Linked DNA regions of Mus musculus: region 1 is linked to region 2. A link is a contact called in public Hi-C data. All regions are on one chromosome and are shown on one strand. Each heading gives the region's core, a stretch centred on a gene start, on an enhancer-like site or on the middle of the called end of the contact. The rest is flanking DNA. Distances are from core to core; before and after follow the strand shown.

What was found. Hi-C and Micro-C count contacts between places; a contact is called where the count stands out from the background.
Region 1: a contact with region 2 is called in a Hi-C map of muscle stem cells, with 1.6 times the contacts expected there. The contact joins two enhancer-like sites. A contact is called at or near these places in 9 of 39 promoter capture datasets (the C10 cell line, the HPC-7 cell line, cranial neural crest and 6 more), 4 of 15 datasets of contacts at CTCF or cohesin (CD8 T cells, the NIH/3T3 cell line, large pre-B cells and 1 more), 19 of 484 Hi-C or Micro-C datasets (the N1E-115 cell line, Th1 cells, Th17 cells and 12 more), 10 of 115 datasets of contacts at active chromatin or transcription factors (the NIH/3T3 cell line, PVALB interneurons, differentiating embryonic stem cells and 6 more) and 1 of 9 other capture datasets (embryonic stem cells).

The regions. Positions count from the first base shown.
Region 1 is chr5:111,203,895-111,208,364 of GRCm38.p6, reverse strand. All of the region lies in intron 6 of Ttc28 (tetratricopeptide repeat domain 28), which reads right to left. Among named protein-coding and RNA genes, the nearest start is that of Gm35628, 29 kb to the left of the region's middle. Within about 2 kb of position 2,469, at least 69 of the 459 cell types and tissues checked have an H3K27ac peak or open chromatin away from gene starts, as enhancers often do. A contact at or near this core is called in embryonic fibroblasts and muscle stem cells, where this site is marked.
Region 2 is chr5:111,005,780-111,010,828 of GRCm38.p6, reverse strand. The region is part of intron 2 of Ttc28 (tetratricopeptide repeat domain 28); the gene reads right to left. Among named protein-coding and RNA genes, the nearest start is that of Mir701, 4.2 kb to the right of the region's middle. Within about 2 kb of position 3,273, at least 16 of the 459 cell types and tissues checked have an H3K27ac peak or open chromatin away from gene starts, as enhancers often do. A contact at or near this core is called in embryonic fibroblasts and muscle stem cells, where this site is marked.

The DNA of each region.
Region 1 (4,470 bases), core at 1,220-3,719, 200 kb before region 2:
TCACATGGTAGACTGGGGGAGGGGGGCGGTGTGCAAGGCGGGAATATGGAAGGAAATGCAAACAGCCTAGATTGGAGCATGAGGTAACAGAAAACAAAGCCTGCTTCTGAGGAACATTTACAGCTCAGGGGGACCTGGGAGGACAGACAGACAAGCCTGTGGGACAAAGACAGATGCCCCACCACAGTCTGTTTTTGAGTGAGCAGTGTGGGTGGGGTTGGCTGTCAGAATCAGGGGCACTGAATGAAAGCTTACTTGAGTGAGATGGTGCCCTCTGCAGGAAGGAGGAGAGGAAGCCTGCTTGCCTGGAGCCCCTCCCCACCCGGCTGAGAGACAGCTCTGTAGTTCAAATTCCTGACTCTGAGCTGAGGTCCCAGTCTCCCATCTCTGCAGTCCTGTAAGCTCTAAATTGCTTGAGCCTCCCATATCCCCAGAAAGGTCCCTTTCTCCTCCCAACCTTTTGGCTTTCTGGCCCTGAGCTTCCTTCCCATCTTCCTCTGATCTGTGGTTTCACGCACAGAGGCTAGGACCATGAAACCAACTACATTCAACCAGGTGGTCTGTGTAGAAAGACCCACCTACAACATGCCAGCAATGTCTTGGCAACCGTTCAGGAAGGTGGCTAAGGAAAAGCTCTTGTTCCTGGGGAGATCTGAGTGTGGCTCCAGCTATTTGGGACGCCCTAAACAGCATGCAACCATGTAACCTCCCTACCCATCAGGTGCAGAGTAGCTGTGGGGTCAAGATAAAGTTGAGAGCCACAAGGTCCCATCAGCACAAGGTGGACTCTGATGGGAAACCTTAAAGCAGGTACAGCCTGGGGGTGGCTGGGAATGATATACCTGTGATCTGAAATGGCCCTAGAGATGAAAGGGCTGCACATGGCTCTGTCTAAAGAGGCTTTAATGTTGCTGTGAACTGATACTGTTCACACCGACCCACCGATCTCAGCCTCTGGAACATCTGCTTCCAGACTGTCGATCCTTCAGAGGGCGTAGGTCAACCCAAGTGCCACACAGCATCCCAGTAAGAGCTCCATCTATTAGCACTGCCTTTCTGGGGTCCCTGAATCATTTCACAGGCTATACACACACAGCACGGTCATGCTACCCATGACCCAGACGCTCTAGAAATGGCTGCAATCTTCTCAATAAAGGCAGGTTAATTAAATACATAACTAAGTAGGCATGGCTTTATAGCTCTTTTACTTATTCATATAAACAAACCTATAGATCAGAAATATGCATTTCTTCAGGTCAGATTCCTAAGACTTGATTTTTTTTTTACACTTGGAGAAACAGTTACTGGAATTATTTTTCAATTATGGGTTTATTAGCTTGGCCCAAAAATCTAAGACTGGAATTAATATTTTAAATGCAGAAGAGGAGGGGGAAGAGGAGGAGGTGTCCTATCACTAAATAACATGAAACATTGTTGCTATTAAGTCTCAGGACTGTGGTTCTACAGGTCAGCAAGGAGTAAAGAGCAATGTTGGCATTCGAACCCAAGACTGTAGTGGGTCTGACGCTGCTTGCATCCTGTAGCTAAAAACGGGTTCCTCAGTGTGAGGTTGCCTCCTACGAGCAGATGCCATGTGAACCTTCTCCCCATTTCAACTGGTCAATAAAAGGCCAGCGCCTGTGATTGGGCAGAGCCTCGAGGGAGTAAGACAGGACTGGAGGTTCCAGAGGAGGTTCCAGGTTGGGGAAGGGAAGAGGGCAGACACTGAAGAGGAAGCTGCCACGGACCAGACTCCCACTGCAGGGAGAAACAAAATAACAAGGGACTGAATGACTGGGTAATAAATTAGAATAGCCTTCAATCTACCCAATCTAGACATTTGGCTTATAAATAAAATATCTGGATTGTGTGTCTTTCATAGGGACATAGTAAACCAATAATTCTAACAACCCAAGACCAGCTTTCTGGACCTCACTCATCTCTGTATGAGAGGGTGTCCTCGACCATGCCCCTGCACTAGCCCTATCACGGCTATCATGTGTTGCTCTGTTCAGCCTTGTCATCTTTCAGATCTTGTATTTGTTGAAAAACACCAGGAAGAATGTTGCTTTCTCCACCTTTTCTCTTTATGTATCTCAGATACAGTTGATACAAAGCCAATCAGTGAAGGGGCAGGCAGTGGTGTTTGTGTCTCAGCCCCAAGGCGTCCACTTTGTAATCCTTTCCATGATCCCTGTGCTGGTGCAGCCATGAGTGAACAGGTCACTGGGCGATTTGTCGGTGGTTCTGTTCAGAGAAAAAGCAGCTGTCTGCTAGAACAGGGCTCTGGAGCTGTGCTCCTCCTCAGAGTCTACAGCTGTTGTTTCCTGTCAGCCCCAGCCTCAGGGGGAGTCTAGGAATCTGGTCAGATGATTTTGCCTCATTTTTGCCATAGGAAGGACAATTCAATACCAAGACGAACCTCCCAGTGCCTCAGACATTCAGTTCTGTGGCCACTAAGCCCCTGTGACTCACCAACAAAGCCACATCAACACAGGGAACAGTCTTTTCTGTGCTGTGACTCCTCCTCCTCCTCCTCTTCTTCCTCCTCCTCCTCCACCTCCTCTTCCTCCTCCTCCTCCTCCTCTTCCTCCTCCTCCTCTTCCTCCTCTTCTCCTCTCCTCCTCCTCCTCCTCCTCCTCCTCCTCCTCCTCCTCCTCCTCCTCTTCCTCCTCCTCCTCCTCCTCCACCATTTAAGTGATTTTTGCATTTATAGTAGATTCTGCCTCCAGATCTCTGACATTTGACATTGCTGGGTGATGTCCTAATAAAGAAGGGTCAGCACAGTGCCTTTGGTGCACGGGAGTTTCCCTGAGGCTTCACAGTCACCACTGCACCCTGGACGTTTTTCCCTGGGTGCCTCTTGTGATGACTGCTTTATTCAGGCAGGATGGTGCCCAGTGGGGGCTAATCAGCACAGAGGCTGGGGTTGAAATCACAAACCTAATACAGCTTTTCTGCCTGGCTTGAGGGATAGAGTGCACCTGCTGGAGGAGAGGGCAGGAGGCCTCTCCCCACCCCACCCAAACCCCTATGCACATAAGTGCAGTGCTGTTGACCCACCCATTTTGTGCTTTTATAGTCACCCAAATTCTCTTCCTTTGTCAGAATCCATCCTGGTAACAGCTTGAGCAATGCAGCAGTCATGCTATGAAATGACTTGCAAACCACAGACACAAATATTTGGGCCAAGAATGAGGAATCCACTGCTGTCACATTCCATTATTTCTGGTGGAGCAATTCACTAACATTTTGGAATCTAGATCATAAATTATGCAGAGCCTTAGCAAAAGAGCTGAGAACACAAACTGCTGTAATAAAACTCCCGTTACTGGAGTCGTAAAAAGAGAACAAAGAAAAGGCAAAGAAGAAGATGGGTGTAGGACTTCCATGCCGTGCTCTGTCTACCTCCCTTAACCATCCACAGAACAACCATCACACGGCTACACCGTCATCCGAACCATCACTCTAGAGTCCCCACAACACAATAGGCCTTTTGAAGGATGCCTAAACGCCTCACTGTGCATACACCTGAGCCATCTGCACATGCCTGGTGACTCTCAGGGGGTCACTGGCCTTTGGGTTCATTCTGGAGGGAGGTGTCACAGACAAGTGGCCTCCCGTGGAACAGACAATAGCAGAGTCTCCTGTCTCCCAGTCCACTGAGCTTGGTCTCGCAGCAGAATGTCCCTAAGAATGGCAGGTGTCCAAAGATTATTTGAAGGACTGACGGGAAGTAGAACAGGTAGAGAGCAGATAGACAAATGGACAAACGCTGACTAACAACAGATGGGTCAGTGTGTATGGTCACAAAGGTCGGAGTGGCCATTTCACCGAAATCTCTTATAAATATCAGGAAGCTGTTGAGCCACTTTGATGGCATGGGCCTCCTTGTCAGTTACAACACTGCTGGGAAGCACTGCTGTTCCTATCCCCACAGGGAATCTATCACTTGGCAACCATTTAGAAGGCTTCCCTCTTCGAGGCACACTGCAGGTAAGCCAGGCAGAGCTGTGGGGGATCTCCCAGGCGTTGAGGCAGGGAATGCTAGCAGATACTTTGTGGGAACACTGTGGCTCTTGTGATTATTACAAAACATGTTTAGAAGCAAACAAAACAAGATCACACTGAAGGTCCAGAATGTTGAGACAGGAAAAAAGGACTCATGGCTTAAGCCATATAAGGGAAGAAAGTTATTTTTTCACTAGCCTGGAAGAAAACTTGTAGCAAATCCATGACATAAAAGGAGCTGGGTTCTCTCATCTGACTAAGTCAACATCTTCAAGTCTTTCTATTGTGGTTTTGTTGTTGTTTTGTTTTGTCTTACAAAGAACTACTCTGATCCCAGCCTTGGCATCACCTAGAAACCCAGTGAAGGGACAGATGAGGGAGAAACCTGGTGGCTCAGGTTCACTTCCAGAACAGGAGATCTCAATCCTTGCCAAGTTTACAGAGCCTGCACTTTGGGTC
Region 2 (5,049 bases), core at 2,024-4,523:
TGTAGGGGGTATAAGAGAAAAACATTGGGATAACAGCAAGAAGGATTGAGTGCAATGTGGAATGGGAAGGCAGGGTGAGGAAGGGGTATGGAGAGCGATACTGAACACTAAAGACCTTTTCAAAAAACCACATGAAACCTGTTACTATAGAAGCTTCCTAAAATATACACACATACACAGCTTAAATGGAATTACCCTGTAGCAGCAGTGAACAATGACCCTCCTAGATACCACAGGCTATCAAGGAAAAAACCCAGTATCGTCAACAGTTTAGCTCTTTTGGAGTTGTCAGTCAGTGGGGCCCCATAGACCTCCTAGCGTTAAAGGCTACTGCCATTATTCTGGGCTAGTCTCCAGAACTTGATGGTAAAATCCTACTGCCAAAGACATCACATCCATGAGTCATAAAACGTGGAGAAATCAAGCTGGCACCAACCTGGAACCTTCACCCCTACCGGCTGGCCACTTTTGTACAGTGGGAAGATGCTCCACATGCTGCCAGAGGGGGAAAGCAGTCACGAGCGATGAGTACTGTCAAGTATGAGAGTGACTGTGACGAGCCTGGCAAGACACACCTACTGTTGCAATAATGGCACAGACGTATGAGGCGACCAACCACATTCTGTCTGGATTTAAGAACCATTCCACAAGACAAAAGCCATGTTTGGCACTGCTGGTGGTGTCAAGAACCCTTGTCTAGAGACATGATAGGCCCTCAGAAATAATCTACTACTACTATTCTGCTAATGGGTCATAGCATGAAAAGGACTCCTAATGATTTATGATTACACGTGTGGGCCAGTACATCCTTCAACCCTCATCAGGGAAGCCTCTCTGTGCAGAAGATGAATATTATTACCAAGCCCCACAACTATTCAATGCGCAGAGTACAAGCCTGCACAGTGGTGAGCTCTCAGTGGACAGCAGTTATCATGGCCCCTCCTCCAAAGCTTCAGGGTTCATCAAAGGAAGAGGAGGCAGAATGGCTACAGTCAAACATAGTGTTCCAATACGACCCGACAGCTGGACCTGTGTGTGACATCATGGTGGTCGTGAAAGAATGAGCAAGAGCCATGCAAGATCAGACCAGACCAAACCCCAGAATGGACTGAGGAATGACTGCTGGGGTGGGGGCGAGTTAGTTTTCTTTGGAAATAAAGACATAGGAAGCTACTCGGGCTCTAGGAGACGCCCTGTATCATGCACATACTGGCAACCCTTTGTGTGCCCAGTGGGTTTAAACAGAGCAAACTGTGTTCACATGAGGAGTGGGGAGGGGAGGGACTGTAGGGAAGGGGAGGGGCTGTAGGAGAGGGGAGAGACTGACTCTAGGGGAGGAGAGGGACTATAAGAGAGGGGAGGGGCTGTAGGGAAGGTAAGGGTTTGGAAGGGAGGGGAAGAACTGACTGTATGGGAGGGACTGGAGGGGAGGGGAGGGGAAGGATGGCCTATAAGGGATGGGGTTGGAGGGACTTTAGGGGAGGGAGTGGGGAAATTGATCCAAATCCATGATAGATATGTATGAAAGTCTCAAACAATAGAAATGAGTGGGGGGAAAAAGAGGACACGCTTTCCTTTAAAATAAATGGAAGAGCCAAGTGTGGTGGATACCACATGCCTTTAAATCCCAGGACTCTGGAGGCCAAGACAGGCAAATCTCTATGAGTTAGAGGCCAGCCTGATCTACAAGGCAAGTTCCATGCCAGCCAGGGCTACATAGTGAAACCCTGTCTTAATAAATCAAAATAAATGGGGGCATTAGGTAGTAATTAATACAATGTTTATAGCAGGTTTGGACAAAATTGGTCAATTCTCACTAACTATTTTAAGTGCATAATTTGTTTTATTAAGGCATAACTAATGACTTAAAATTATATTCTAGTAAAATATGTACAATAAGTGCTCAGAATCTAACTCACAAGCTTAATTAAAAGTCTGCCACCCTAGCTCTTCCTGCAAGCAGCTACGGGTGACCTGTAAAGATGGTTCAACTACTCAGTGACCTAGGAAGCCCTATAAAAGCATGCAAACCAACAAGTTCAACTCTTTGTCTTCACTTTATTGCTGCACACGCTTAAAAATGCAGGGTGATGGTGACCGTGAGGGCTTAGATGCAGAGTCTCTAGTCAGCGGACACATCCAAGTGGACACGACACCTAATATGTGCTGATGAATTTACAGAGCTCATGGCTGGATTGGCCCATACATGAGCTCCCCCTGCCACACTGAGATAGATGATCCTCACTAAGAAGGAACAGACTGTTCCAAAGCCAGAAGAGGAGGCTGCATAGAAGAGGAGGATAATCCCTGAAGAAACGGAAGAAACAAAAACTCATGGCACAGGATTAAATTCAGCATAAAATAAAAGCAGATGAAAAGCAAAACAGTCGTTCAGCTGGAGATGAACACTTCAGATGGATGGAGGGTCCTGGGATCACACAGGAAAAGAATAGGGTGTGCCAGAGAACGATCTTGGGGTACTTGAACGGTTAGTGATGCCCTCGGTGTACTTGCTAAGATCCTTAGGTGGCAGAAAAGTAACACCAGATAACTAAGATACCAGATTAATAGAATGCCCTGAGATAAATGTAGAAACCATTATGGAAGAAGTTCAGAAGCTAGCAGAGATGGCTCGGCGGGGAAAGCAGAGATGGCTCCGCTCTGCGAGGAAAGCAGAGATGGCTTAGCTCTGCGGGGAAAGGGGCTTGCTGCCAAGCTTCAGAGCCTGAATTCCATCCCTGGGATCCCTGTGGTGGAAGGAGGGAGCTGCCTTCTGACGTCATGTGTGAGACAGCAAGACCCTGCACACGCATAATAACTAGATGTAGCAGAAAAGTTTAAAGTAAAAGCAGCAAAGACTTCCCCCAGCAGCCACGTGGGTAAGCAGCTGTGATTTTTATTAAGACAAGTAATTGATGACAGAGATTTAAAGGGAAATATCACTTCACTAAATGAAGGCCAAAAACTATTTTCAACATAATTCTAGAACTATCCTCAAGTAATATTTAAATAAAAATTACATGCAGATTTATTTATAATAAGCCACAGCCACCAAGAGGTAAATATGATTTGAAAGTGTCTTATATAAAAAATATATTGCTTTATAATTCCTCAAATGCATATTGCCCCTTGAGAGCCTCGCCATACACCACTTATATGGTCACTGCATGTAGGATGCAGCCCCTCGCCTCTGCCTCTGAAGACCAGAGGACCGTCTGCAAGGCATGGCTCGACTCCATCACTTGAAGACTTCAGAAAGCCTCTGCTAACCTTGACCCGGCCCTTAGGAAAGCCCCAGTGCTGGAGTGAGGGAGCCGGGACATTAAACCAAACAGGAAGAGGGCAGCGAAAGGAGAGATTCAAACTCCTTACGATACAGGCTTTCATTACGCCTGCTCCATCAACAAACGCTCACGGGGCAAGATATATAAAGAAAACATTCACACAAGTGGCATCTATACAGCACAGTCACGATATTAATTCCAGAAGGCAGGGGTTCCCCCCCCCAAAGGAATTTCTTTTAACATAGTCATTTTTTCCCTGTTTGGACAAAATTCAGAAACAGAGGTTTGCTTGCCCAGTTCCACTAAGCAGCACCTAAGGCTCACATGGACCTTCGGAAAAAGAATGAAATCACTGTGTTTTTTGTTGGACAGACTTCCCAAAAGAGCAGACAACACATGGCCTGGTTAGTTGACTCAGAAGTTTACAAGGGCTAGACATCCTCTCTACCTACCAAACACTGCGATGGGTGTGCTCACACGGTTTTCCTACCGAGGCATATGCACATACATTTTCATTACTTTGGTAAGCTATAATACCCCAAGCCAAGATCTCCTGACAGAAAGATGGCCCATCTGACTGCTAATCTACATACCATACAAAGCCATGGGTGCTCTAGCAACTCGGGAGAAGAAAAGCTCAAACCTTTTCAGTGCACGGACAGGGTACAAGTCTTAACCCAGGAACTGAAACCCAGGCATAGCTGTGGCCTGTAAAATACTGGCTGCCACTTCTCCGAATGCTGCTTGCTCCAGGGCCACACTGCAGGACATCAGCTTCTCCTCACAGGGTGTTCCCCTCACATGCTAAATATAGGTCTCCTACCTTTTGTCTGACTGAACGGAGAAAAACCCAGTTTTAAATAGCACACAAGCAATACCTACAGTGAGGGCAATCTCTCAAGATTTGAGCAAAGAAGAATGAAGGGGGGGAACCTTGAGAAGACAGTAATTGGACCGTTGGAGTTTCTCCTCACTAATTATCCCTGAGTGGCCATTAGCTGTGTAACCAAGGAGGAAAGTGTGTCAGCCTTCAGCGAAGCTGTCTTCAGCATGTTATGGAATTGTCCCCTAAGCCGCTGTGTAATTAACTGGCAGGAAAATGCTGAGAGAGTAGAATAGGGGAGCTATAACAGATCAAACGGGCTCAGCTCCACCCTCAGTGACGTCACTGGAACTACTTAGAACTTCACGCATTCCCTCCCCCCAGAACCCTCCAGAAGACAGATTTTTGGACGAGTGAAGAAATAAAACACCAGGCCACAACAGAGACTTACAATTACAGGTATTCAGCCAGGCATGATGGCTTCTGCTGTAAGCTTCAGAGGCAGAGGGTTGTCACAAGTTCAAGGCCAACCTTGGCTACATATTAAGTTTCAGCACAGGCTGGGCTAAAGAGTGAGACCCATGTCTAGAAGGAAAAAAAAAAAAAGCAAAAGCAAAAAAGTACCACCATCAAAGGGAGGTGGGTGTCACAGAAACGTTCAGCAGCATGACCACTCCATCTCAGTGCCTGCTGGGAAGTTAAGGGAACTTGATTGTCATTGGTGCTCTACATGTGGACCACAGCATACTGCAGAGCTCCACCACCCCCAAATCTAAGAGCTTAATAATCTGGAATCAAATATCAAAGAAAAAGGGAGGAAGAGAGGTGGAGAGAAGAAGAGAGGGAAGCCTCTTAACTTCTTGTGGGGCATTCCAGAATTGAACCTATGACGTGTTATCGTGTTCTTATCTACTAGCAATTACTACTACTGAACAACTGTGC